Regions from separate parts of the Danio rerio genome. Here region 1 is linked to region 2. The links are chromatin contacts, called in public HiChIP or PLAC-seq maps. All regions are on one chromosome and are shown on one strand. Each heading gives the region's core, a stretch centred on a gene start, on an enhancer-like site or on the middle of the called end of the contact. The rest is flanking DNA. Distances are from core to core; before and after follow the strand shown.

Region 1 (3,474 bases), core at 156-2,655, 75 kb after region 2:
ATAGTCTACAAACATGACAATTCCTATGACGTTTTCCTATTAGAGCACAAGAGAAGACATTTTACAGTCATGTTGACTTCTGTTGTAGTTTCTGCTGATTTAATGGATGTCACTGAGGCATGCTTTGACACCAAAATTCTTCAAATTATCTTGTTTTGTGTTGCAAAGAAAAAAAGGCCACAAGGTTTAGAATGAAATGTTATGGTAAGTAAATAATGACAATATTTTTTATTTTGAGATATTACTTTTGAATATTAAGGATTATTTTGCACCACAGTTTGGGGTTGTGGTGGCCAAAGCTTAATTGTATGGATGTATAAATCCTAACAACCTAACAATAATTAAACTTAGACTTAAAATACGTAATAAAATGATTATTATTTATTATTGTTATAATGATTATTATTAGTTCCAATTATTTATTGGATTTTTTATGCATTTATTTCTCAAATATTACAAATTAGTTACTATGAAATATTTTTCTTAATTTTTCAAGAGAATTTAGTGCTGGAAAAATCTGAAAAATGTAATTTAAAAAAGAAATATGTTGCTTTATATATAATTATAAAATAAATATTACTGCCAATTCCATTCAAATGCAATGTTTTGTATATTTTAATACATATTTACCCTAGATAGGTTAACCACATGATTTCAATATTTTTTCCACATTAAAAATTATTGCGAAAATAACATTAACACAATGCATTCACACTAATACGCATCCTGGAAAACACAAGGCTTGTATAACCATATGTAACTGAAATGTCTACAAAACTATCTGATAATAATTTTCACAGAAGCAATTGTTCACTTAAATTACATTACTTCTCGGTTACTGTCTTAACAAAGAACAAAGAATCTAATTATGATCAATTACAACACATTTCACCTCACCGTTATTAAAGCTGCACATAAGCAGCAATTATTGAGATACTTTTGAATACAATGGTGGAGAATGAAGAAAAAGGGAGGGCCCTGTTGAGTGCTGATATTAAATAAAGGCGGGTTCCTGCTTATAAAGGCGCCTCTGCATCAGATCTCTCACATATGGACCCTCAAAGCACATTTTCACTGCAATCAGATCCTGCAAGCACTGCTTCCTCTGAATCCCTTCAGCTTTTCAATAACGCTGTAGCACTTGCTGTGTAAAAAGGATTTATGTGCAGTAATATGCAGAGCATAACGATTTCAGATACAGCCGGTCCCCTTCAGTAGCTCCCCATCTGGAGTCTTTCCTACCTTGTCTGTTGGAGGAGATGCGTCTGTTTTAGATGTTTCCGTGTCTCTCTGATCTTTCCATTGTATTTAATGGCAGCGCTGTCGGCAGGTGCAGCGCGGCGCGGGCGGATGGAGGCTGTGATGATGATGATGAAGATGAAGCCGGACCGGAGGATCTTCACAGCAGCAGCAGCGGCTCCTCTAGCGGCTCTTCGCCGTCTGCACGAGCACCAACTGCGGCTGTGCAAAAGGCGCTGGGAGGGGTGAGCCTTCCTCCGCGCACCAGAAGGTCCTGCCACCTATTTTATCTGCTGCGCACAAAATAAAGTATGCGACTGGAGGTTTAATGGGTTCATTCGTCAACACGTAAACAAATGGTCATAGCGTTATTTTATTTCATTTTGGTAAAAGAGAACTCCTTAAATGTTGATTGTTCAATGAACAGTGTACTCTGATATATTATAAACATTATTTTAATTAATAATATGATAAACAATTAATAAAAAAAAAAAAAAAAAAAAAATATATATATATATATATATATATATATATATATATATATATATATATATATATATATATATATTTTTTTTTTTTTTAAATTTTTAATTTTTTTTCTATTAATTAACAGATCACCATATATCAAGATTGCCAGGTGTCTTTTAAAGTATAAAGTAAGGTATCACCATTTGAAGCATGTATAAAGATGTTAATAAACATTCACAGATGAATCACTGTTAATGTAGGTTATATGTTTTACTTACTCCCAGGGTCGTTTTTATCAAAGTGATATTAGCCGCACCATGTTGGTGTTTCGTAACCTCTAGTTTTTATGAGGTGGGTCTTTAGACAAACGCTCAACACCTAATCTGGAGAAACAGGACATACACTACGGATGGTTTATCTTACCTAATTCACCTATAGTTTAATGGGTTCATTCGTCAACACGTAAACAAATGGTCATAGCGTTATTTTATTTCATTTTGGTAAAAGAGAACTCCTTAAATGTTGATTGTTCAATGAACAGTGTACTCTGATATATTATAAACATTATTTTAATTAAAATTTGATAAACAATTAATAATAAAAAAAAAAATATATATATATATATATATATATATATATATATATATATATATATATATATATATTTTTTTTTTTTTTAATTTTTAATTTTTTTTTCTATTAATTAACAGATCACCATATATCAAGATTGCCAGGTGTCTTTTAAAGTATAAAGTAAGGTATCACCATTTGAAGCATGTATAAAGATGTTAATAAACATTCACAGATGAATCACTGTAAATGTAGGTTATATGTTTTACTTACTCCCAGGGTCGTTTTTATCAAAGTGATATTAGCCGCACCATGTTGGTGTTTCGTAACCTCTAGTTTTTATGAGGTGGGTCTTTAGACAAACGCTCAACACCTAATCTGGAGAAACAGGACATACACTACGGATGGTTTATCTTACCTAATTCACCTATAGTTTAATGGGTTCATTCGTCAACACGTAAACAAATGGTCATAGCGTTATTTTATTTCATTTTGGTAAAAGAGAACTCCTTAAATGTTGATTGTTCAATGAACAGTGTACTCTGATATATTATAAACATTATTTTAATTAATAATATGATAAACAATTAATAAAAAAAAAAAAAAATATATATATATATATATATATATATATATATATATATATATATATATATATATATTTTTTTTTTTTTTTTTTTTTTTTTTTCCCCCAACTATTTATTGTGTTTACTGTGTTTTTTTTATTATACGTGTATGTTCTTTTTTGTTTTAATGTACACTTTATGTTGGGAGTGAATTTTAAAATGAAACAAATGTTATGTGTTTCGTTGAATAAGTTCGGGAATAGTATCAGAGGCCCGCGAGGGGAGAGGGGTCTGGCTGCAGACTCGGTGCAGTGCAATCTGGGCTGCATCCAATGCTTTTTAATGGGCTCACCTAACCCCACCCCTAACCCTACCCATCACAGTGACATCACTAGCTCCATTTGAGTGCCTTTGTGTCTGACATTGCATCGCTGAGTGATGCAACAGTCTATTGTTTGCATTACAGAGAGCAGAAGACAGGCTGCACTGGGAACCGGAAGTGTTAAAATGCTAACTCGCTTCCGGGTTATTGCATACAAATTGACGTCATAGTTCCTTGATACGTTGATACATTTTCAGTGTATTTTTTATGTGCTCTTTTTGTTTGCAAGTTTGGATTACGTGCGTTATT
Region 2 (3,504 bases), core at 641-3,140:
AGCTGGTTGACCAACCTGGTTTTAGAGGGGTTTTGGCCATTATTTCCAGGCTGGTTTCCAGCCATTTTCAGCCTGGTCTTAGCTGGTCAGGCTGGAAAATGACCAGCCAAATCCAGCTAAAACCAGCTTGACCAGCCTTATTTACGCTGGATATAGCTGGTTTTGGCTGGACTTTCAGCCTGGCTAGGCTGGTCAAGCTGGTTTTAGCTGGTCATCTCCCAGCCTGACCAGCTAAGACCAGGTTGGAAATGGCTGGAAACCAGCCTGGAAGTGGCCAAAAACCCTCTAAAACCAGCCAACCAGCCTAGGCTGGTTTAAGCTGGATTTTTCAGCAGGGATCACACTACACTTTGAACTTTATTAGTATTTTATTATGCCATTAAATGATTTTTGCTGTAAATATGCCTGCCAATATACAGTATGTGTATATAAACTATTATACAACGAGTTACGTTTTAGTGTGTGTCTTCTGTAAATCATGATAGACTAAGTATAAATAATAGTCATCGCTTTTATTGTTTTGTTTTTGCTCAAAAGAAATATAGTTAAACATGACACATTCTGCTGTACAAAAATACAATTTAAAGCTGTATCACACTCATTGATTTGATGTTTGGAATGCCTTTTAGACTTTTTTCAAATTAGTATTTAGCTATTATTATTAAGATTACTACTAGTAGTAGTGGTAGCATCAGTAATAATAAAGTTATTATTAGGTTCTTTCTAAATATATTTAGGGTTTGCATCACAAAGATAATTTCATCTCAACTGATGATTTGATGTTTGGAAATGCCTTTTAGCCTTTTTTGCAAATTAGTATTAAGCTATTATTATTCTTTAAATTATTAGTAAGTAGTAGTATAGTAATATCAGTATTATTAAACTTATTATTAGGTTCTTTCTGCATATATTCATGGTTTGGATCACAAAGATAATTTCACTCCTAATGCAGAAAAATTTAATCATTATTTTACCATTTTTATGTAATTTTTTAAACAGTACGTTTTTGATTGAGGGTGCGTTTTATTTGCAATGATGTTTATATCTACCTTTGCAATTAAACATGATTTTTAAAAGTTACTTGCAATATGTTTTTTTCAATATTTGTTATATTGATTATGGTGAGGCAGTTTACATTATAATTACTATATGATAAATCAGCTTAGGGAAATTTTTAATTGTTTAATTATGCTGTTTTCAAATAGTCTATAAGACACTCTTATTGTCACTCTTATGTCCCCTTTGCTTCACATGCACCAACCACTGCACTAAGGTTCCACAGTGAATAATAAACATTGGTAAATAAGTACATTCAATCAGTACCCCACAAGAACACACATTACACCATTTATGGCTAGATATTGATGAAATATTACTTGTTGAGATTTATTAAATAATTTTTTTATTAATTAATTTGAACCTTTATTATTCAGGGGTCGCCACAGTGGAATGAACCAACAACTTATCCAGCATATGTTTTACATAGCAGACGCTCTTCCAGCCGCAACTCAACACCGGGAAAAACCCATATACTCATGCATTCATACACTTATACTACGGCCAATTTAGCTTTTTCAATTCAACTATAGTGCATGTATTCAGACTGTTGGGGAAGCTGGAGCACCTGGAGGAAACCCACATAAACATGGGGAGAACATGCAAAACAAATGTAGGGGGGCACATTTTATGATTGATTTATTACAAGGGACCCCAAGCACCCAAAAATAAGGGTAAACCATTTTTCCCTCCTAAAACTAAAAATCATGCCATAGAGGGTTAAAATGCAAAACATGCTATAAAACTGAAAAACAAATCCATTCCTAAACAAAGGGTTAAAATCCACGTGGTGCGCCACAAAGCCTCGACGTCTGTGGGCTTGGGAACGGTTTCACGACGCTTTGCGACACTGCCGTACGTGGACGCTCAACTCTCCCGGGTGAGATACCGGCTGAGCGGCGCAGTTGCACAGAAATATCAAAGAAAGCGACTGTTAGTCCAATAACACTCTGCACTTTGTGTCGGATCAAAAGCACACTCGCTCTACACGTCGTTTCAGCCGCCCGTGATCGCTCGCGGTAAATGAGGACTCTTTAATCGAGCTCAGAGCGACGCGAGGGAAGGCAACTAATTGTCTAAACGGGGCTTGAAGTAAGTTGCCTCCCCAGCGGCGCTTTAAAGGGAAGCCACAGCCCGGATCCCCAGAATCACGCCGAAAATGGACTATGACTTCAAAGTGAAGCTCACCGGGGAGAGAGAACGAGTCGAGGACCTCTTTGAGTACGAAGGATGTAAAGTTGGACGGGGGACTTATGGCCATGTGTACAAAGCGAAGAGGAAAGATGGGTGAGTTTTGCACGACGGACTTAAATGCAGCGATATGAGGCCTGCGCTCCCGTCGCGTTTTTGACCTCTGAAACACAACCAAAACACACCGAGCGCTTTTGCCCATTGGTTCGGGGTTTTAGAGAGACACGGCAGCTGATGTGAGATTGATATGCAGGGTTCACGGTTTAAACGCAGGCTTATTTTGAAGGGATTGTGGATGTACGTCAGCAGCAGCAGGCACAAGTGTTGTGATTGACGAGGCTGTGCTGTTGTGATGGGAACAGGTGCGGCTGATTTGTGGGTTTTTTCTTCGTGATGATGAAGACGAAGATACTTTTTACGAAGGCTTGTTTACACCGGTAAACCCGAAGCCTCAATGGAGCATTTCTGCTACAGATTGACTCCTGGTATTAGTGGCTCTGATGTTGATGCATGTTTTATGTCAGTGGTTCTCAAAGTGGGGTTCGCCGGACAATGACAGGGTGTCGCTTGCGGATTTCCAAAAGTCAAATAAATTTATTAAACTCTTACAGGATATCCGCAAAGTCTTAATTGTCAAAAGCAAAATTTTAGCCCCTAAACAGTCTTAAATCTACTGAAATGTTGTGTTTTGTAGGTCTCAAATCTATTTTAACAGGTCTTAATTTTCTTTGTTCATGTATAGTTAACCGATCTAGCCATTAACATCAATGCAATCACCAACAATCCACATCAATTAAACGTAAACTTTTAATTTAAAAATAGCATTTAATTACTTTCTTTACAGTAACATACATTTGATTAAAAGTTCTCCATTTATTTACTGCTGAGGATACTGACCTGGCCTACATATTTCTATTATTATTTATTACTATAGACTGAAGTAATTGACAGCTATGTTTTGTTCTGTTCTTGGTAAGGGTTATAGGGTTTGTGAATGGATAGATTTGACAATTAATACAAAAATAATAAAACACAATTATTATTATTGTATGTTTAAATGTATACAATTTTCATCATTTTTGATAGGGCTAGAGAAAATTTCATTCATAATGGTCTTAAAAATGTCTTAAAGTCTACAATTTAACTTGGTGAAACCTTCTATTAGAATTACCGTAATTAACCATAACCCACAGAAGATAAAAATAGTAGGTTATTGTTACATAAAAAAGCAACAACATGCAAATAAAAAGCCATCAG

Evidence for each region. HiChIP or PLAC-seq counts read pairs in DNA pulled down with a chosen protein or histone mark.
Region 1: a contact with region 2 is called in an H3K4me3 HiChIP or PLAC-seq map of gastrula embryo, with 3 times the contacts expected there. The contact joins the promoter of gpr12 here to the promoter of cdk8 in region 2. A contact is called at or near these places in 2 of 4 datasets of contacts at active chromatin or transcription factors (embryo and gastrula embryo).

Annotation. Positions count from the first base shown.
Region 1 is chr24:25,468,018-25,471,491 of GRCz12tu, forward strand. gpr12 (G protein-coupled receptor 12) reads right to left here and starts at 1,406. Exons shown (of 2, transcript XM_005162738.6): 1 at 1,243-1,406.
Region 2 is chr24:25,392,989-25,396,492 of GRCz12tu, forward strand. It overlaps cdk8 (cyclin dependent kinase 8), which reads left to right and starts at 1,891. Exons shown (of 13, transcript NM_194408.2): 1 at 1,891-2,343. The coding sequence starts at 2,216.